Regions from separate parts of the Mus musculus genome. Here all the other regions are linked to region 5. The links are chromatin contacts, called in public ChIA-PET, HiChIP or PLAC-seq, Micro-C and promoter capture Hi-C maps. All regions are on one chromosome and are shown on one strand. Each heading gives the region's core, a stretch centred on a gene start, on an enhancer-like site or on the middle of the called end of the contact. The rest is flanking DNA. Distances are from core to core; before and after follow the strand shown. Region 1 holds the start of Slc45a3 (solute carrier family 45, member 3). Region 2 holds the start of Slc41a1 (solute carrier family 41, member 1). Region 3 overlaps Rassf5 (Ras association (RalGDS/AF-6) domain family member 5). Region 4 overlaps Rassf5 (Ras association (RalGDS/AF-6) domain family member 5). Region 5 holds the start of Srgap2 (SLIT-ROBO Rho GTPase activating protein 2). Region 6 holds the start of Nucks1 (nuclear casein kinase and cyclin-dependent kinase substrate 1). Region 7 holds the start of Dyrk3 (dual-specificity tyrosine-(Y)-phosphorylation regulated kinase 3).

Region 1 (2,767 bases), core at 178-2,677, 440 kb before region 5:
CCAGAGGGTTCAGATCCTGTCCCACTTACTCCCTGGGACACAGTGTTCTGTGTGGTTCCTCAGCTTTCTGTCCAGCATCTAGCTCCTGGGCCCTTCTCTTCCCAGCTCCATATGTCAACCTGTTCCCCATGCCTTAGGCACGTGGGCCCACACCGAGGCTTCACACTCTGGGAAAGGGATTGTGCTTCACGCGTAGGAAACAGAGGCTAGAAACCTTAACAGTTTCACCCTCCTGAGAAAAGCTTCCAGAAGCCCAGCCAGTCATTCTAAGCTGCATCTACTCCGTGCCCGTCTGCAAAGCCCTAGCTGGGCTATTCAAAATTCAACCTAGCCAGCTAGGATTGGGTCTGTCACAGCTGAGCATCAAGTTCTCACCAGATACCCACCGGGCCAAACTCTTCCTACCTACAATTCATACTCCTAGGGAAAGAGGAAGCACCGAGTTCTCCGTGGCCTTGGACGAGTCAAGTGTGTGTCATGAAGGAGGGGGCTGAGTCGGAGGGCAAGGGACAGAGCAGTCACAGGGTTCCCTGTCAGGAAGCGGAGACTAAGGAAGAGCTGAGCCTGCAAAGCTCCTGGAGTTTCTCCACCGGGCGTGCTGCCGCCCGCCGAGCGCTTTCTCGCTCTGTAGAGTACTCCCCATCCCCACCTGAGCCTCGGGACACAGCAGCCACAGCCGGAGCTGCTTTTACTCTCCGCAGGTGGGTAACGGAGGCAGAGAAGGAAGGCGCAGGATCGCACACGTACACTTACACTCATTATCCCAGCCTCAACTCCACCAAAGCCTTGCTCCAATTCTAGGGTCAAGAGAGCTGGGTCCCCTTCTGTCTCCGACCAAGGCTCCCGGTTGAAGGACCTCCCAGGGCTTCCCTAAGTGTGGACCGTGCGCGCCGCGGTGACTCATCTGCCCCTTTCGGGCGCAGCCCAGACAAGGGAAGAAATAAACGCAACTTTCCAAAGAAAACTCTGCGGCGGGAGGCTGCAGCAGGGGCGGCCGGCCTTCCGTCGGCCTGGCCCGGGACTCCGCGGCTCCGATCCCGCCCTCCGCGCGCGGCCCGGGACAGCGGGCACCACAGCACAGCGCTCCGGGAGGAAGCGCACTCAGCGCGGACGCGAGCGGGCGCCCGCCCTAGGCACCCGGTCACCAGGGGCCGCGCCCTCCCCGCGAGCCTCCGCTCGCGCAGGGCCGGGACGCCACGGAGCGGCCCCATCCCGCGGGGTGCTGAAAGCCACCGCCGAGCACGGCCACCCGCGCGCACCTTTCCCGCCGGGACCAGCCCCTCCCCTACCTGGCCCGGCGTGCGGCTGTCACCTGGGGCTGGCGCGTGCGAGCTCGGACCCCTGCTTCACCAACGCGCGCCAGCGGGCGCCTTTTAAATCTCCAGGTTACTCAGTGGGGGGAGAGAGCATGCGCGCTGGGGCTGCCAGGAGGGGGGCGGGGCAAGGCGGGTCGGAGGTGGGGGGGTGCTGGGAGGGGATGGAGGGGTGGGGCCGGTCCCCAAGGGAAGAAAGCGGGAGGTGGAAAAGCAGTCTCCTTTCTGGTCGCGACCGGACGGGCAGCCCCCGCGTGGCTCCTAGACTGCCCTGTCATTACCTAGGGCCGTGCACCGCCCCCTCTGCCGCTTGCCACCAAAACATTTAGGTAAAAACTACCCAGCTCCACGGGGTACCTCCCCTCTGCTCCTCGACCATTGCCCGCGCGTGCCATTCTGGACATCCTGCTGTCCAGGCACAACTGCGACCCACCCGCACTGGACCACGCCTTCAAAGGATCGGCCACATTCTGAGAGCTACTTTTCCTTGCTCTCAGAAAGCTAACTCAGTGCCTCTTTCTGCAACTCAAAGACAAAACTCCCACTTCTTTTTTCTTCTTTTACTTGTGGTTGCGTATAAGGAAGGAGAGGTGATAAATTGCCACCAAAATGTTCCCAGTCAAAGTTTCCAAAATGCCTGGACTGGCAGGAAGCGGGTGCAGGTGGGAGCGTTGCAATCGTAGGCTGATCCCGGGGTGGGGGTGGGGACTTTATTGTGTCTCTTTCATCCATGGAATTGTCTAAGGTGGAGAGACATTCACTTAGGCGACTTGTTGACCTCAATACCACAGGCTAGACATTTCTGCAGATATTTTTGGTGCACGAGACTAAGTAATCATAAAAATATCAGAGGGAAATGTGTTGTTGATGAATATTATATATTGGGCTAAGGGTTGTTTTCATCATCTCGGTATGAATATAAACAGACATTTTCCCCTTTGTTCTTATTCTCTGAGCAAGATACATATAGCCAGAGCTTACATATATGAGCATTTACATCGTATCAAATGTGTGTGATGTCTCAGTGAGAAGAAGTCCACAAGAAGATATGTGCAAGTTTATGTACAAATACTACAGCATGCTGTCTTGAGACCCTGGGGTGGATCGGGTATCCATAGGGTCCTGGGACCATCTGCACTACAGAATCCCAGGAAATGCTTTTGACATGGAGGACCTGGATGGCCTTAGATGGGAACTGGCCACTATGGTGCTGGATTGCAGTGTTTTGTTTGTTTGTTTTTGTTTTTTTGTTTTGGTTTTTTCGAGACAGGGTTTCTCTGTATAGCCCTGGCTGTCCTGGAACTCACTCGTAGACCAGGCTGGCCTCGAACTCAGAAATCCGCCTGCCTCTGCCTCCCCAGTGCTGGGATTAAAGGCGTGTCCCACCAACGCCCCGGCCTGGATTGCAGTGTTAACCCAGTGTTAACCCTTGTGCACCGTGGGGGCAAGTCCTT
Region 2 (2,700 bases), core at 191-2,690, 300 kb before region 5:
CCAAGACCAAGGCCAAGAACCAGAGGCCTCCTTCTTACTCTTGCCCTTGAAAGTCGAGTGTTACAGAAACCACAGGCTAAACCCTGGTCCAGGCTGCATTTACACTTCTCTCTATGCTAGATCCTGTGAGCCTGTCAGATAGGACCCGGCAGTTAACTAGATTGAAGAGACAGAGGGTGAAGCTACTGTTTATTCCTACATTTTTGGTTGCCTGGCCTTCCCCCTTTCCTCTCGGGTTACTGACAGCCAGACATGGTGTAACTCTTAAAAACAAAAATATCATCGGTAAAAGGTGTAGAAAGAGGAAAGAAAAACAAAGTCAGGCAAATCCAAGTGTCACAAGCTAATATGCATTTACTCCCAAATCATGTCTGTCTTTGCCTGCCCTGCTTTTCTTAGCTTAAAGGAATCCCCACGAATTGCCACCAACTTGTTGCATTTCACCAGCATGGCTCTCAATAGTAAAAAAAAAAAAAAAAAAAAATCCAGAGGGTTTTGCAGGTATGATGAACAGGCTGTTAGTATTCCAAACACTCACAATTAGTCAACTCCAGTTTGGTTAAGGCAGAATCAAACTCTAGGGCCCAAGTTATGAGTCTTCCACTAACTCGGTCACCAGCCAAGCCACCTTAACACAGCACCGTTGTTTTCAAAGATCCTCACTAGTCAGCCAAGAGGAAACACTCAGTCTGAGTCCACCGCCCCCGAGCCAGCAAAGTTTCTGAGTTCCTTCGCTAAAACCTGACTGCCCCCTCCCTCCCGTCTTTCTGGCAGGCCACTTTGACCTGGAAGGGGGCTAGCAAGGGGAGCAGGCCAGTCTCTCAACTACATCAGCAGTAAAGCCACTACCGATGGGCCTCAGGCTCTAGGAAGCCGCGTCTCCTTTCCAAGCGGGGATGGACAAAAAAGCCCGGTTTAGGTATCCCCAACTACAGGGGTGGGGAGGAGGAGTGCCTAGTTGATTTCCGCCGACTCCCGGCAACTCAAGACTGCAAAAGCACTGCGTCCTGGAGTCCCCCGCCCTCGTCTCCCTCCCTCCCAGACCCAACAACACTGACCTGCGCCTTGCTGGGGAGAAAGGGCGCCTGGAGAGTGGTAGCAGGGGCCCGCGGAATTGGGGGATGTAGGGTACCCCCTCTTCTCATCACTCCTCCCCCTCAGCCGTCCTCCTCGAGCCCCCGCGTGTTCCCCGCTACACCCCCAGGCAAGGCGAGCGTCCAACCGCGACACCCGGCTCGCTACATTTCGCTTCTGCCTTCCTGTGAGGCCGCCGCTCCGATTCCACGAGGGGAGGTGGCCTGGTGGGGGGCGATCAGGATATTCCGCCTCGGGCTGGTGTGGACCGGACTGGGCCTGAGATGCCGAGCTCGCTCGTCCCCAATCGCCTCTTGCCCGCGGACTTGGACAAGAGTGTTTGGCTGTGGGTGGCAAACGTGATCTGGGGCAGAGCGGGTGGTAACCCCCCTCCATCAAGAATAGAGTCAGGATGGACAACTGCATCAGCCAATCAGAGCAGGAAAAGGGGCGGGCCCCGCCCAGGCCCCGCCCATTTCCCCGGCGTTTCTTGAGCTGGGGGCGGGGTGAGGGGGAAAACGCAGCAGAGTGACGGGAACTCAGAATTGGAGGGTGTTGTGGGCTCGCGGTGCTCAAGCGCGGGCGGGTGCTGCGCTCCTGAGTTCCCACGGCCTCTCAAGGCGAGCGTTCTGCTACGCATGTACTCCTGAATCTTGACTATCTCTAGTGAGCCTCTGGGCCTTCCAGAAGACCCGAAACCACCCCTTTGAGCCGGCCAGCTGGCGATCGCCCGGGCCGCAGCAGCCATCGCGTGTTCCTTCTCCACGCCCAGTCCCTACCTTCTTCCTGGGCACAGTTCCTATTCATCAGGCTCCTCATCTCTCCTTCCAGGTTCCTTGTTCCTCTGGGCGACTGACCGAACCTTAATCTGCCTTAATAAAGTTCCAGCCTTGATAGGGGTGGGGATGGGCAGACTGGAGGGAAAATTTGGTAGACTCATGGCTGGGGCTACACACACCAATGAGGTAAGGGCGGAGGGGAGCGGGGGTTTCCTTTGACCCAATCGTGGCCCCGTGGGAGAGAAGTCTCCATCCCGGGCGAAATGAACGCCAACTTTCCCTGACGCACCTTGTGGAATCAAAGTGTTTTCATCCTCGCTTTTGCCACTTCCTCCCTGGGGTGTCTTCACTTCATCAATCCAAAATCAGTACCAGTTAGTTCTCTTTGGGTTGTTTTTGTGAAGGGGATGTGACCTCCCTATAAAGGAACTCCCATTTCCAGCCTTTCCCCCTTCATCGGTAGAGTCTATAACCAGAGGTTCCTTTCCTGTCACCTTCTTCCCTAGAAATGTTCCTTGGGGCAACTGAGCATTTTTCTAGACCATAGAGCCTATGACCAGAGGTTCCTTTCCTGTCACTTTCTTCCCTAGAAAGGTTCCTTGGGGCAATTGAGCATTTCTCTAGACCGTTGAATAAGGATAGGATGTATATAGGAGAGAAAAAGAGTGCTGGCTACTGAGCACACATGCTCAACAGCAACTGGAGAGGGCCATTCCTTTGGACAATGATAACAAATGTAGCCACAAAAACCTGTCCCCACCTGCTAATCCAGCAACCCCGGGCTCAGCTCCGCTGCTAGGATATCAAAGGTCTATATTTTTTAAGGGCCCAGCAAATGTCACTGTAG
Region 3 (2,700 bases), core at 185-2,684, 340 kb after region 5:
GCAGATGGGCAGACAGGAGTGAGACCATCAAAGTCACAGGCAAGGAGAACACTTGGACACATTTTAGGAGAGTGACTTTTTTTTTTTTAGAACTGAGGTTTGTGTGATTTAGATCAAGCCAAAGCCAGCACTGAGGGTGGACACACTCTCCTCTGCCTCCGCCCACTGTCACTCTGTGAACTTGGCTGGAGATTTCTAGAAGCTACCGGCCTCACTCCTTAGAGGGTCATCCTTAGAGCAGAATAACCAAAATGAAGATTCCCGTTTGTCTCTGATTGCACTGTGGACCTAGCCAGTGTTGCCTTGAAGATAAAATACAGCAAAGTCTGACCTAGCATAAAGCTGTCTGTGCTGGGGTTTTTTTTAAAGATATTTTGACTTTATTTGGTTTTTTGAGATAATAGTTCTGATAGTTCATTATATAGACCAGGCTGCTCTTGAATTTGCAGTGATCCTCCTGCCTCTGCCTCCTAAGTGCTGGGGTTATGGGTGCTTGCCACCACTCCCAACCCACTGAGGGCGTTTTAATAGATATTAGGGAATGGGGGGGGAGGGGATCTGTGCTCTTATGACTGGCACACAGCCTGTCACGTGGTTGTCATGCCTCCACTTTATAACTTCCTTACTGCAGTACCTTCAAGAGCTTACAGTGGTCACAGCCTTTTGTGGCTTAGGACGTTAGACAAGCCAGCTTTTCAGCAGTACCATGGATGAGCCAGGCATGCTGAAAACAGCTTAGCTGCTGCCAGGGATTAGTCAGAGAGAATCAATTCCATGTTGCAAGTCCCAAGATGGGTAAACTCTCGGAGAGACACCTGACAGGATAATACCTAGATTTACTAAATTATAAGAGTTCCCCATTCTGTTTGGACATTGGGGAGCCCCAAGACATAAGCGTGTATCTTCCTGGCTTCTGCCTTGTGTCCATCATTAGAGAGACACGTCCTGCACTGTGAGGGCTTGAGATTGTGTCAGATGAACAGAAACCAGAGCCTGCCTTGTCCTCGGACACAGCGGACTCTGCCTTTTAGGTAAAATGTGGGGCCAGCTTTTATCTGTTGGCCCCAAAATAGTAGCTCTGTAGCTGGATGGAATTGTTGTGAACTCTGCAACATGTTGAAATCATCTAATAGATTTCAAAAATTCTTGTTCCCAGACTACACCCCAGATCAATCCCAGATCACTCTCTAAGGAGAAAGTCCAGGAAACCACATTTTTAGAAAATCCCCAGATGACGCCAATGTGCTTGGAAGTTTTAAGAGTCCATAATCTAGATTCTACGGTGTTTCCCAGGTGGTGGATTTTGAGCTCCTGGACGGGGCTCACTGATTGGCCTACTTTGGAAAGTGATTCATTCCATCTGTAGGTTAGATCTTGCCTGGCAGGTTCAGTGTGGGCAGCAGCCAGACTGAACTGGGTGCTGACATTTGGCGCTGACATTCTATGTGAGCAAGGTTCACAGTGTTGGGCACACACAGGCTGCTGACGCTCCTAGGTAGATGGAGCTCATCGACCGCCCCCCCCCCCCAAGACCAGATCTTCCAATGCTGAGGTCAGGAATGCCATCTTCTGCCTTGGTCTGGAAGGTACCCATGGCTACTTGCATCATTTTCCAGCCTTGTGGAAAGGGAACAGAATAGATCGGTTGATGTAATGAATAAAAAAAGTGGAACAGGAAGAAGAAACCTAAAGCCAAGGCAGCTGTGACTCACTGTGGTCCAAAGTGGGCGTGGAAGCAGGCCTTCAGCAGCCACAACACAGCTGCTTTTTCAACAAGGAAATGGCTGGAACGGAAAACAGAGGTCTTCCAGGGACTTCTAGAGTTTTCCATCACTTAATTCTTTTTTTGTAGATGAATATGAGAATGTCCCAGGAATGACAGTCAGCCTGCCTGAGATGAGTAGAATGAAGGCTAAAACAGCAGCCACCCAGCTACCCATTCTGACTTGAAATGACCAGAGAGCAAGGCAGGGCCATAGCCAGGCACATCTGGTCCATAGAGAGGTATCCAGCATGTGGAGACTGGAAATGGAGAGTCCCAGAAGTGAAGACAAATGAGAGGAATCCGTTTGGAAGCCTCCAGATGAATGAGTCAGGTGAAGACAGCCTGTGAGGCTCACGTGAGTTATGCACTTTAAGCAAACAGGAGATGTCCCAGCAACTATTTTCTCTTGGGCATTCTTCAAGATCAAGTAAGAGGACATACTGGCAGGCCCCTACATCCTGCCAGCTGCCCTCACTCCAGATGTTAGGAGTCCCTCTTTGCCAGCTTCATAGATGATGCAAAACCCACTGGGATGCCTAGAGCTGGACCCACTGATAGGCCAGCTTAGATGAATGTTCCACAGGCCAGGTCTTGTTTTATCATCTGTTCATCCCAGGCCTGCAGTGTTAAAGTTCAGTGACCATTACTGGTGTGGTGGGGTGCTGATCCCGATAGCAGAAGGGGCTGCCCTAGGGTGGCCACATGCTCAGTTGAGAACTTGACTCCATGCTTATATGGACTTCATTCTTGCTCCTACTTGGCTACTCACTAGCAATGGGCTATCAGCATATTTATTTTCTATGTTCATGATCTTACAATAGGAATGCCATAGGTAGTGTGTCAGAGAAGGTATCTGGACCACCAACCCAGTAGTTACCATCAGGAGCTGTGGGTGAAAAGTGCACAGGAGCAGACCATGCAAGAGCCTCGAATGA
Region 4 (2,700 bases), core at 150-2,649, 320 kb after region 5:
CGTGTGCGCCACCACCTGGCCCGCTCTTTGCTGTGGCTTTTGACTATTTGAGTATCATGTGCTTTGCTGGTGGATGTTTCTTTTGCTTGGGGTTCATTCGCTTTGTTGGCTGTGTGGATTTATGTTGCCCTCAAAATTGGGAAATTTATAGGCATTTCTTCAGGTTTTTCCACCCTCTGACTGCTTTCCTCTGGAGGAGTCCACTTACATATATTATTGTTTGGCTCTCTGCATTTGTTCTACAGCTTACCTCTTTGGTCTTTTTGGAGGTGGTGTTGTTGTTGTTGTTGCTGTTTTCTCTGTTTCCTTGGGGCAGTTACTACCACCATCCTCTGTCCACCATAAAGTGGAGGTGATCTGCCACCTCTAGCTTGTGAACATTCGCATGAATGTGGAAAAGGCAGAGATCCAGCCCAGTCTCTCCTGGCAGACTTGGGAAGCGAGGGAACAGACTGCATCAGATTCCCACCCGGTCTCTTCAGCGTTTGCTTTCTTGGTTCTCATGATTACAATTTAGCCTATGTTTCTGTCCTGACTCGTTTCCTAGAGAAGGAATGGTTCGTCTTTCTCCCAGTGAATTCCAGAAGTGGCCAGACAGGTGCCAGCCCGTCCACATGTGCCACAGGAGAGCCAACTCTCTCTACCTGACTCTGGCTACACTTGGCATACCCTGTGCCGTGGCGTCTGTCAATTCCCTACCATTTCAGAGCCAGCAGTTCTACCTGACCTAACAATTCTCCTGCACCCAGGACCTTCCACACAGGAGCCTCCCAAGGCCACTTTGCCCGGCATAGGGAGAACTCATTCTTGCCGTGCCAGAGCCAGATACCTTCAAAACAGTATAGTACCTGAGAGCCTGCCTCTAAAAAGGGATGGAATTCCAATTCTGTCCCCCGAAAAGCTTGGGAGTCCCTGAGACATTTCTTTGTGCTCCCCACAGCCTGTGAGCAGTGGGCTTCCAAGATGGTCATTCCCGAAGCCCCGAGGTGCATGGCAGCAGGACCTTCCTTTCTGTGGGTAGTACCATGAGGGCTAAAATCTCACAGTAGAAGGCCACCCCACCCCAGATTCTACAAGATTAGCCGCACACTGGATGGGGGACCTGAGGGAGAAAGTTGCTGAACAGAAACGCTCCTGTTCTCTAGTTTCATGAAAGGACAACAAGGGCACAGATTCTAGACCTGACCCCAGCCTGATCATGAGCTCTTCAGGGCTTCAGCTTTTTGGTGTGGGTGGCTGAGTTAATCCAACCGAACTCACAGTCTATATGCATCCAGACTCTGTCGGAGCTCTTAGCCTGGCAGTCAAGCAAGAGAAGCATGGTGTGGGCTAGTGTCTCCGAGAAAGTGAATCTCGAGTGAGTCTAACCTAAATGGTATACAGATGCTTATCTTGTAAGACAGGAAATCGTCTGTGGAAAAACTGAGTAGTCTGCTTTACATGGCCCCATGTCATGCTCAGAAATGCCACCCCAGGGACGGGAGATAGCGGTCTTAAGATTGAACCTAAATAAGACATCTGGGAAAGGATGCTTCTGAGGAAGGTGTGGGACGTGTGGTCATCACTGGGGGACAGGAAGCAGAGGACAGAGGAAGGGGTGTGTGTGTGTGTGTGTGTGTGTGTGTGTGTGTTGAACACATACATCTATGTATGTATGCATGTGGTAGCCAGAGAACAGCCTCAATGCCCATTCCTCAAGAATGCTATTTACCTTATTTCTGTGTGTTGGGGTGGTATGTGCAGGGGAGTATACATAGAATGCTCATGTATGCGTGTGCATGTGCACGAGAGGCCTGGGAAGGGCATCAGATACCTTCCTTGGCCACTCATGACATTAACCCTAACACTCAGTGACTCAGCTGGCCTGGCTGGCCAACAGGCCCAGAGGACCCTCCTGTTTCCTTCTCCCTGGTTCAGGAACATAGGTGCGTGGCATCATGCCAGGCTTGTTATATTGGTGTTGGAGGTTGAACGTAGGTCTCCGTGCTTGTGTGACAAGCCCTTTATTGACTGAGCTGTCTCCCTGACCCCCAGAAGAAGATTTTGACAAACAGAGAGAACACGAGAAGGAAGGATGGCTTCTGGGAATGCAAGTCAAATTTAGCACAGCTGTAAGGAGGGAACTTGGTTGTGGCTGCTGCCTTGATGGTAATGGGCTGAATCTCTGGACCTGTCAGCCAGCCCCAATTAAATGCTGTCCTTTATAAGAGTTGCCTTGGTCATGGTGCCTGTCTGTTCACAGCAATAGAAACCCTCGCTCAGACACTGGGGCTGAGTTAGGAGAGGTGGCTCAGAGGTTAAAAGCACTGGCTCCTCCAGAAGTACTGGGTTAGGTTCCTGACTGTCCAGTGGCAGCCAGCAACCATCTGTAACTTCAGTCCCAAAGACTCCAACACCTGGACTCCAGGGGCACCAGGCACATAGGTGGTGTGCAGACATATGCAGGCAAACACACTAGTCCTTGCCCCCCAGTGTCACTGCTTTTCTGGAACATGCTGAACCCCAGGATGAATATGACAAGGGCTGTGATCTCCTATTAGGATGACGTGTGAACCAGGAGGACAGCCTAGCATCATGTCTTTCATTGCCTGGCCCTGAGTCAGGGGAGTGGGCCACTCACCGTTCACCAAGGGTTTCACAACCTGCGTGGTGCAGGTAGGGCTCTGCACGGCACACTTTGGGCCCAGTCCTGTCCCTGGC
Region 5 (2,700 bases), core at 189-2,688:
ACAGCCTTCATTCCCCTAGAGCTGAGAACTTGTTTACAGAATTTGCAACACAGGATGGATACGCATCGGTCTTTGAAAGTACAGTTGTTGGTAGACATAGCGTCCCACGTTGAAAGAGGTGCAGAATTTTGAAAGGGGAAACTTTGATTTCCTCAGGCTAACAATCAAGACGGAAGGCCTCTCGTTCTCTACGCTCTAAAACTGGGAAGAGAGTCCTATTTTCCTGGTGGAAAGGGAAACTTAGTATTTATTGAGTAGGAAGAGCAAATTTTACTTCCTTTTGACTTGGGGAGGGAAGGGAAATGGAGTTCAAGGTGGGGAGAGACAAGTGGAGTTGAAGGGAAACTTCCGCAACAGGTTTAACTTTCTCTGGTCTTCAAGAATCTTCTACTCTTCAGCTCCGACCCCGGCTCCGGAATTGGGCGATTTCCCAGTTCCCAGCGGGCTTCTTCCCTTTAAAGCCTCGCCTCTCTGACCACTCCCAGCGCGAGCTCCGCCCGCAGAGCGCTCCAATTCTTGCTCAGCTCCACGCGGCTTCTTCGTAGGATTCAACGCCCCTCAGCCCTTTCCACGCGGGCTCTGGCCCCGTCCCGCTCCCTCTTCTCGGAGCTCGCCCGTGGGCTTTCTCCCTTGCACCACGGCTCTCGGCGTCCTCTCCCGGCCGAGCTCTCGCACTTGCGGCCCGTAACCCGTAAGGTCTCTTCCACAGCGGTCGCTCCGAAGTGAGCAGCGGTGTAGCGAGGTGGAGGGGAGAAGCCTCGGAATAGGCTCAGTTCGCGCTGCAGTCAGTCAGCGAACACGCCGGGTTTTGCTCTTTCTTCCGCTTTCTCTGCTTTTTCTAACCCGCTGTCAGTTTGAATTGCCTGCGCCGAGCAGGGATTGGGAGGACTAGAATTTGCCCCAGACCCACATTGGAAGGCCAAGGGCCTTCTCCTGACGTGAGCTCAGAGGCCACGCCCCAGTAACGGTGCCGATATCAGATCGGCTCTCTGATTGGTTAATATTAGCTCAGCCCCTAAGATCATTGGCCAGCATCTGCTCGGCTTAAACCCTCCCCCCTGTGAACTTGGAAGACACACCCCGAGTTTCTTATTGGTGGATACACTAAGGTCCAGGCCGTTCTCTACTATTTATTGGCTGAACTTCCCTCCTCCCTTTCCCGGTCCGATTGGTCCCGTCTTCTCTTGAGAGTTTGTGTTTGGCTGTCGCTTCCATTTTATCCCGCCCATCAGCTTTACTTTAGGCTTCCACAGGCCGGGGAGGAGCTCACTCTAGGACTGCGCCTAGGCAGCTAGTGTTCGCCACACCTCTAAGTTTCGTCAGCCCCGCCTCTACTCCTGGCGTCTATGGATCAGTTGTTCCTATTGGCTATAGTCCCCGTCAGTCGCTATTAGGCGGGCGGTGATTGGCAAAGGGGTGGGTTCAGCTTCCCGGCGGGGTCTTGCGGAGTTGGCGGAGTCTCCTTAGGGAACTGGGGGGCCGAACTGCGTAGAAGAGGGTGGCGGGGAGGAGAACGCTAAGTGGGAAGCGGAACCTTGGGCCTGGGACCGGTCGCGGCAGAGCCAGGTAAAGGCTCCTTCTCCCCTTCCCTCCCCGTACGCCCGGCTGCTGCTGCTCTGACTGAACAAACCGGGACTGGGCGGGTGGACGCGTTGCGGATGCTGCTGCTTTCGGCGCCGCCTTAGCCGTGTCGCCGCCCGCGGTCCTCATACCGCCCTCCCCGGCCCTCCAAATCCCCCAGTGCAGCCCATAATACTTCTCGGGACTGTTCATCTCTCCGCCCATCCCTGCACTGCCGAGGACGGTCCTCACGCGGCGACACCGCCCTCCCGCAGCCCCTTTGCACACGGTTGGCCGGGTCCACCTAGGGGCCTCGCCGTAACGGTCCGCTGGTCTCGTCCCTGGTCTCCTAGCCTTGGCTGCCAGCCCAGGACCCGGAAAGATGGGGTGTTCCTCACGGCTTGCAGGGTGCTTTCTCCGTCCAGCCCTCCAGTCTGTCTCCCAGGGCTTCTCCACCCACTCTGATACCCAAACCTCATGCGGGTCCCGAAAGTTGCCAACATCCTACACTTCACGTTGCAGCGGTCCACCGCGGTTTCCCTCACTGCCTCGCCCCCAAAGCCGTCCTCTCGGCGCCCTCTCTGGTCGTCCAAGCTTGGGCGGCTCGAGCTGGCCCGGGCTCTCTCCTGCCTCAGGACCCCACCTCACGCCCGCCTCCTGCTTCCTGTCCTCCCGCACCGCGCGGCCTCTGCTCGCTCTTCCTGCGCGCGGCCCTTCCTCCAGCCGCCGGGAGTAGGCGACACTGCCTGGAGCCGCTTGTGCGCCGGCGGGGACAGGGCGGCCTAGGAGGCAGGGGCCCGCCGCAGCATTGGAGCTCTTCCCTCAGCCTCCTTGCCGCCGCCTCTCGCGCCTCCCGGAGCGACTCTCACTGATGCCTCCCACCCGACTGGGATTGGGTGCGGTATTTGTGATCCCTAGGCTTGGGGGACAAAAAAAATACTGGGGGGGGGGTGCCATTTAGAGTCACTCTCATACCTGGCTTGGGGAAGGCTACCGCCGCCTGCCGCCTCCCATCTCCGGGTTTTCCCGGTTTAGACCCTCGCCTCTAGCTCGTTTCCTGCTTCTGCCGACCACATTGTTTTCCTGGATGTCCCGTGCGGAGCGGGCCCTTCCTGCAGCGTCCCCCCTCCACCCCCCTCA
Region 6 (2,700 bases), core at 45-2,544, 380 kb before region 5:
AAATGAATTCATAACTGTAAAAATAGTTAAGAACTAAAGGCAATGGGGCCAGGTAAAGCTCCTTTACAAGTAACATCTATTGACTTTGGTCTCGGTCTCTGTCCCTCTGTCTCTCAGGCCTTAATAGATTGGACTAAACCACACCCTCCACCCAAGCCACATTCTATACAACAGCTCTGGAGGGCATTAAAGGGGAGCCCACCGAGTGAGGGGAAACCGAAAACTTCTTGAAGCCATGTGAATAAAAGTCTGATCGCTAGTGGATCGTAGTCCATTTACGATTAACGTCACACGGGGAAAGAGAGGGTTACAGAAGTAGCAAGAGACGCGTACTGCGGGGTGAGGGGGAACGAGAACCACACGGGATTTGGGTTAACAAGCACGTCCCTGGAGGAAGGGCATTTGTCTGCAAGCGGTGGAAAGAGAAAACTTGGGGTTAATGCGTTCAGAACTCCCAAGTGGGGAGAGGCTGTGGCCCTTATTTTACGGGGCTCAGTGTCAAAACTCACTTTTGCCCCAAGGGGAAAGGAAAACGTGGGTTCCGCCCAGGCCGGGCTAGGAGGCGGGGCCTGCCGCGACCCCGAGAATGGAGGCGGGGCCGGGCGGCGGGGCACAAGCAACTCGCTCGCCAAAACGCTAAGCCGGCGAGCCTCTGGAGGACCGAGTCCTCCGTGTTCGCACCCGGGTCGGCCGTAGGCTCCAACAGGGCCCAGGGGTGCGGCCTATGGTGTGCCTGGTGCGCGCCAAGCCCACGCCAGGGCCATGGCGGAGGTGGGGGCGGCCGCGGAGCCGACCCGGACCCTGCGGGGTGGAGGCGACGCGCCCGTGCGCGCCGCCGCCATCCTGCGCGCCGCCGAGCACCCACGCGCAAGGGCGCGCGCGGCCCCCGACAGAAGGCCGCGCGTGGTAGTCAGGAGCACGACTCCAGGCCCGTTGCCCAGGTCCTTCGCCACTCACCCCAGCCCGTTCGGCCCGCCCCGGGCCTTGGACTCCGCACTGACCTGACAGGCCGAGACATGTTCGCTGTCGAGGCGCGACCAAGTCGAGGAGCCGAGGACCAGGACCCCCCTCCCCGCGCACTCGGCGCCCCACCCCCCCGCTCCGGCCGGCGGGGCCGCTGCTGCCGAGCCCCGGGCTGCTGGCTTCTCAAGAGTCGGCGGCTGCTGGTTTGAGGTCCCTGGATCTGACGAGCCCCCCGCTCCCCCGTCTCTTCAAAATGGATGAATCAAACCAGCCGAAAATGCGCCAAAGCCGCGGTGCAACCAAACCCCGTAGGGTTTGTGCGCTCCGCCCCAGCACGCCCGCTCATTGGTGACTCCTGTCAGATGCGCCCTAGTCATTAGTCCATTTGAATCATCACGCCTCCCAGCCCCGCCCCACTCCCGGATAGGCCCCGCCTCCTCCATGGGGTCCTGTTAGTCAAGATGCGCTGAGAGCGCACGGCCGCAAAACAAAAATGGTCGCCGATTGCCCGCCCCCTGTCTTCCACGCCAGAGCTGCAGATTCGGCTTGGGTTATATCTTGGACCCCCTGCCAAATAACCTGATTTATATAGAGTTCTCTGTGGACTAGGTGGTTCTGTAATGGATTTAATTTCTCCTGACTTGATTATTTTGCAAATCAGCTAATTGCAAGACTCATGGGATAGGCAGCAGATTCGTCACTTAAGAATTGGAGGGAAATTACTTAGGTTCAAAAATTTGACCTTAATCTTAGAAATCCTGTACTCTGACTTCAGCGTTAACCTCCCAGGGCTCAGTCACGCTGCTGAAGTAGAGAGTTGGGTTCACAAGGAATATCTTCTACCCAATCTGATCTTTGAGAGCTACTTAACACTCATTAAAACCTCAATTTCTGATATTAGCATTTCAAAGAGAAAGAGGTGATTAATGGTTAAGAGGGAGACTGGTGACAAAACGCTTGCTTCAAAATTCTAAGTCCACCACTTAGTACTTAACTAGGTTTCCTCTGTGCACCTCAGTTTTATGATGAGTAGAGTAGGATACAAGGCTACCTTATTACTAGAACTAAACAAGGTGCTATGTTGAAAGGCCTTTAGTCTGGGCTTAAGTGTTAGGTTCCGTTTTTAATAGAAGATAAAATTAGTTCGGGGGGGGGGGGCAGGGAGGCTGGAGAGATGGCTCAGTGGTTAAGAGCACTGACTGCTCTTCCAGAGGTCCCGGAGTTCAAATCCCAGCAACCACCTGGTGGCTTACAACCATTTGTAATGAGATCTGATGCCCTCTTCTGGTGTGTCTGAAGACAGCTACAGTGTACTCATATATAATAAATAAATAAATCTTAAAAAAAAAAAAGTAGTTCGAGTTGCCTCAAGACTGAATGCCTAAATCAGAAGTAGAGCACAGTATCTTTGTATTAATATCTAGGATTTACTTCCTGTTATAGTTTGGATTCCATGTTCCCTAGGGACCCATATGCCAAAGATTTAAGAGGCAGGACCTGGTAGAAGTTAGGACATTAGGAGTGAGCACTTTAACATGATGTGGGAACCTTGACTTGACCACCCTCTGTCTTTCTTGCTTGCAGCCTGTAAACACAATGTCATCTGTTTCACTTTGCTGAAATGCTTTTCACCATGATGCTCTTGCTCTCTACAGACACAAAGCCCTAGGACCAAGCAGCCCTCAATGGAAACATATGAAACTGTAGAAAAATAAATGTATTCTTGTAAGTTGATAT
Region 7 (2,700 bases), core at 110-2,609, 390 kb after region 5:
AAGGTCAGATACTCAGGAGGTCCAGCACCCTCAAGGAGTTCTCCCTCCCTTACTAGGGAAATAACCTACTAAAGACAAAGGCAGCCTCTGTATCTACTCCCCTAACCCGCTGGAGGCAAGTAGAACAGGAAGGCTTTAGCTTGGCTCTAGAAGATGCGCCTTAAAGACAGAAGGGAAGACTTGCAGTGATTCGAAATGAGGTAATTAAACATGTCCAGGCAAGTCCCAACCAACCCTTCCGGTAGTAGTCTGGGGTGTTCACCTCTTAGAAGTCCTGAGAGCAGGATCAGTTAGTAGAATTTTGTAATCTTGGAGCGGGGGAGGTGCCTTTGTTGCCATGGAACTCTGTCTACAAACAAGAGTCAAAGAGCCCAATTTAAAAACAAAAACCCTAGGAAAGTAAGATTGCACTGGTTGTGGATGAAAGAGAGACAGAAAACTTCTAAAAGATCATCATTGAAGAAAACATTTTTACTTATATCACAGGCTAAGTCAACACTGAACAGATGAAAATAAAGTGTCCCAAATGGACAGATTCTTAGCTGCAAATAGAGTGTGGATCTTCTGAGAACAGGGACTGTGACTTTTACGAACCCCAAAAGGAGCCTCGGTTGGACATTTGAAGATTCGTGGAATTATGCTCTATGAAATAATTTCCAGTGTGCACCAGGTGGCGTGCGCCACCGATGCGTGGAAGAACCTTTGGTTTTTGTTTTGTTTTGTTCTCATAGATCCAATGGGCTCATCCTATGTGTATGAGTTTATGCCTGTGCACCACATACGTGCCTGCTACTCTCAGATGTCAGAAGAGGGCATTAAACACCCCGGGACTAGAGTTATGGATGGTTGTGAACTGCCACGACCGTGTTGGGAATCAAATCCGCTCTTGCAGAGGAGTTTTGCAGCCTTAGGAAATCTGATGGGCACCAAGCTCAACACAACCGCCACTTCTGTGGCTTAACAGCCTTTCTTTTCACTTCCATTTTAACTGTCGAAATAGACTTAACATGGACGGTACTTCTCAGAAAGAGTGAGGTACGCTTTCACATATTAAAGATGCGCAGAGCTCTCCAAGCGGTCTGCTGAGCAGGCAGGCTGTGCTGCTGATACTCCCATGTTTGGTTTCACGGCTAGGTGAATACGAAGAAGCGTAGGTTCCAAGCCAGTTTCCTCTTTTGCAAAAAGAACTGCGAGCACACCACCCAGGAACAGCACGCCCCTCGCTCCGCCTCCTCCCCGCTCCCTCCAAGGCGGCGTTGCGCAGGCGCGGCAGGGCGTGCGCGGTTGCTAAGCGACGCGGCCGCTCCCGCGTGGTCTCCCTGCGGACCGCGCGAGCCCAGTGCCCAGCCTCGTCTTGTAGCGAAGCCAGCAGGTGCGGTGCTGGAGGCGACCCACCGGGCCAACCGCCGCCTCTGTGTCCGCGGGGCGAGCTCGCGATGGGAGGCGCAGCCCGCGATCGCGGGAGGAAGGACGCGGCGCTGCCGGGGGCCGGGCTCCCGCCGCAGCAGCGGAGGTAACGGCGCCCGGGTAGGAGCGGGAGGACTCCTTGCGGGTCTGGGCTGCCTGTCCATCAGCGCGGTGAGCGGGAAGGGCGGGGGAGGGCGGGCGGGACGGCGCGGCCTCCGGAGAGCTGGGTCTGGGACCTGCGCGCAAGACCTGCGCCCTGTTGCTCCGAGAGTCTGCCCAGCCCGCCCTGGCCCTGGGGTGGAGCAGCAGAGACCCGGGACCTTGTTCCCCATGTGCCGCTTTTGGGGGGGGGTCCCTTTCCCCCTCCGCATCGGGCCCTGGCTAAAGGAACCCAATCCGCTCGTTCGCGTCTGGCTGTTACTCTGCAGATGCGGTGCTGGTGTGTTTCATCGTGCAGTATGGCAGAGGCCGGACCTGTCTAGAAAATTGCCTGTTATCAAAACATTGTCTGAACCTCAATATATTTTTTAGAAGATATTTTAATTTCTTGTGGGATGTTTTTAAAGCCCTCCTTTATTCCTTTAACACTTGTGTTAAACTCTATAAGTATTTTTTTTTAATAAGACAGATCTCAAAAGTGACTGAAAAGATATTTTTTTTAAAGACAATGAAAAATGTTACCTAGTCATGGTTGTGTTAGTAGTATATAATCTGAGATGGTAACATGAACCGGTGACCAGAGTGACCCGCAAATCCGTAGTCTTGGGAGCAGATAAAATGCATTATTCAAGGCCATCTTGTGGCTTTAGTAAATCCTGCCCATTGTTTGTGTGCCTTCACTGTGGAGGACCCACAGTGTAAAGACAGAACCATTCTGTAGTCCTTTAGCATTTTAAATATCTCCATATGCCAGGAAATGAAGTGGGAACAGAAGAGAGATTTGGTACATCGTGTAACTTAAAGCAAAGCATCGGGTGGGTTCCTGTTGGCTGCCTTTTTTCACTAGTTAGCTTAGCTGTAAATGGGTGCATAAAATAATGAAGAGAAGACAGCTGTTCTGCTAGTCTTCTCTTCTTGTAGTCTGAGAGTGTAGACGTCCTTTTCTTCCCATTTACCTGTGAGGCTGTTCAGAGGGGGAAGGTAGCACAGCCAGGGGCTGAAACTAGAATAGAGGTGTTAGACTTGCATTCTAAAACAAACCTCTATGTTATGTTTATTTCTTTCTGCTTTTAGGTTTCTTATTCAGTTCAAGTTAATTGGTAGTCCCTCATTTTTTGAACAGCATTCGATTAC

Evidence for each region. A called contact is a pair of places that touch in the nucleus more often than the background predicts. ChIA-PET counts read pairs in DNA pulled down with a chosen protein or histone mark. HiChIP or PLAC-seq counts read pairs in DNA pulled down with a chosen protein or histone mark. Capture Hi-C pulls out chosen DNA fragments and counts their contacts.
Region 1: an H3K4me3 HiChIP or PLAC-seq map of the SCID.adh cell line shows a contact between it and region 5, with 10 read pairs. The contact joins the promoter of Slc45a3 here to the promoter of Srgap2 in region 5. A contact is called at or near these places in 2 of 115 datasets of contacts at active chromatin or transcription factors (the SCID.adh cell line and pancreatic cancer cells).
Region 2: a promoter capture Hi-C map of adipose tissue shows a contact between it and region 5. The contact joins the promoter of Slc41a1 here to the promoter of Srgap2 in region 5. A contact is called at or near these places in 1 of 39 promoter capture datasets (the SN4741 cell line), 10 of 484 Hi-C or Micro-C datasets (Sertoli cells, cortical neurons, embryonic stem cells and 4 more), 3 of 115 datasets of contacts at active chromatin or transcription factors (effector CD8 T cells, embryonic stem cells and memory CD8 T cells) and 4 of 9 other capture datasets (adipose tissue, embryonic stem cells, liver and 1 more).
Region 3: an H3K27ac HiChIP or PLAC-seq map of thymic regulatory T cells shows a contact between it and region 5, with 5 times the contacts expected there. The contact joins the enhancer-like site here to the promoter of Srgap2 in region 5. A contact is called at or near these places in 7 of 39 promoter capture datasets (the 3T3-L1 cell line, HPC-7-derived erythroid cells, cranial neural crest and 3 more), 4 of 484 Hi-C or Micro-C datasets (CD4 T cells, Th1 cells, myeloid progenitors and 1 more), 6 of 115 datasets of contacts at active chromatin or transcription factors (the SCID.adh cell line, bone marrow-derived macrophages, effector CD8 T cells and 3 more) and 4 of 9 other capture datasets (adipose tissue, embryonic stem cells, liver and 1 more).
Region 4: a contact with region 5 is called in an RNA polymerase II ChIA-PET map of memory CD8 T cells, with 192 read pairs. The contact joins the enhancer-like site here to the promoter of Srgap2 in region 5. A contact is called at or near these places in 2 of 39 promoter capture datasets (liver and neutrophils), 1 of 15 datasets of contacts at CTCF or cohesin (the NIH/3T3 cell line), 4 of 484 Hi-C or Micro-C datasets (CD4 T cells, Th1 cells, natural killer cells and 1 more), 6 of 115 datasets of contacts at active chromatin or transcription factors (the SCID.adh cell line, effector CD8 T cells, embryonic stem cells and 3 more) and 4 of 9 other capture datasets (adipose tissue, liver, macrophages and 1 more).
Region 6: a Micro-C map of embryonic stem cells shows a contact between it and region 5, with 7 times the contacts expected there. The contact joins the promoter of Nucks1 here to the promoter of Srgap2 in region 5. A contact is called at or near these places in 1 of 39 promoter capture datasets (erythroid cells), 8 of 484 Hi-C or Micro-C datasets (CD8 T cells, the G1E-ER4 cell line, embryonic stem cells and 2 more) and 6 of 115 datasets of contacts at active chromatin or transcription factors (the SCID.adh cell line, embryonic forebrain, embryonic stem cells and 3 more).
Region 7: a contact with region 5 is called in a promoter capture Hi-C map of adipose tissue. The contact joins the promoter of Dyrk3 here to the promoter of Srgap2 in region 5. A contact is called at or near these places in 8 of 39 promoter capture datasets (the 3T3-L1 cell line, the C10 cell line, embryonic stem cells and 4 more), 10 of 484 Hi-C or Micro-C datasets (B cells, CD4 T cells, CD8 T cells and 3 more), 17 of 115 datasets of contacts at active chromatin or transcription factors (the 230-238 cell line, the SCID.adh cell line, bone marrow-derived macrophages and 9 more) and 3 of 9 other capture datasets (adipose tissue, liver and pancreatic islet).

The regions. Positions count from the first base shown.
Region 1 is chr1:131,961,575-131,964,341 of GRCm38.p6, reverse strand. Slc45a3 (solute carrier family 45, member 3) reads right to left here and starts at 1,427. Exons shown (of 5, transcript NM_001177628.2): 1 at 1,290-1,427.
Region 2 is chr1:131,826,752-131,829,451 of GRCm38.p6, reverse strand. Slc41a1 (solute carrier family 41, member 1) reads right to left here and starts at 1,440. Exons shown (of 11, transcript NM_173865.3): 1 at 1,059-1,440.
Region 3 is chr1:131,183,500-131,186,199 of GRCm38.p6, reverse strand. All of the region lies in intron 2 of Rassf5 (Ras association (RalGDS/AF-6) domain family member 5), which reads left to right. It also overlaps a transcript of Eif2d not described here. Among named protein-coding and RNA genes, the nearest start is that of Eif2d, 32 kb to the right of the region's middle. Within about 2 kb of position 1,434, at least 133 of the 459 cell types and tissues checked have an H3K27ac peak or open chromatin away from gene starts, as enhancers often do. A contact at or near this core is called in Th1 cells, adipose tissue, bone marrow-derived macrophages and 8 more, where this site is marked.
Region 4 is chr1:131,203,365-131,206,064 of GRCm38.p6, reverse strand. The region is part of intron 2 of Rassf5 (Ras association (RalGDS/AF-6) domain family member 5); the gene reads left to right. Among named protein-coding and RNA genes, the nearest start is that of Gm28913, 40 kb to the left of the region's middle. Within about 2 kb of position 1,399, at least 41 of the 459 cell types and tissues checked have an H3K27ac peak or open chromatin away from gene starts, as enhancers often do. A contact at or near this core is called in the SCID.adh cell line, Th1 cells, effector CD8 T cells and 3 more, where this site is marked.
Region 5 is chr1:131,526,099-131,528,798 of GRCm38.p6, reverse strand. It overlaps Srgap2 (SLIT-ROBO Rho GTPase activating protein 2), which reads left to right and starts at 1,438. Exons shown (of 23, transcript NM_001081011.2): 1 at 1,438-1,566. It overlaps Fam72a (family with sequence similarity 72, member A), which reads right to left and starts at 896. Exons shown (of 4, transcript NM_175382.4): 1 at 1-896. The coding sequence starts at 98.
Region 6 is chr1:131,909,052-131,911,751 of GRCm38.p6, reverse strand. Nucks1 (nuclear casein kinase and cyclin-dependent kinase substrate 1) reads right to left here and starts at 1,294. Exons shown (of 7, transcript NM_175294.3): 1 at 1,002-1,294. The coding sequence starts at 1,018.
Region 7 is chr1:131,136,893-131,139,592 of GRCm38.p6, reverse strand. Dyrk3 (dual-specificity tyrosine-(Y)-phosphorylation regulated kinase 3) reads left to right here and starts at 1,359. Exons shown (of 3, transcript NM_145508.2): 1 at 1,359-1,513. The coding sequence starts at 1,437.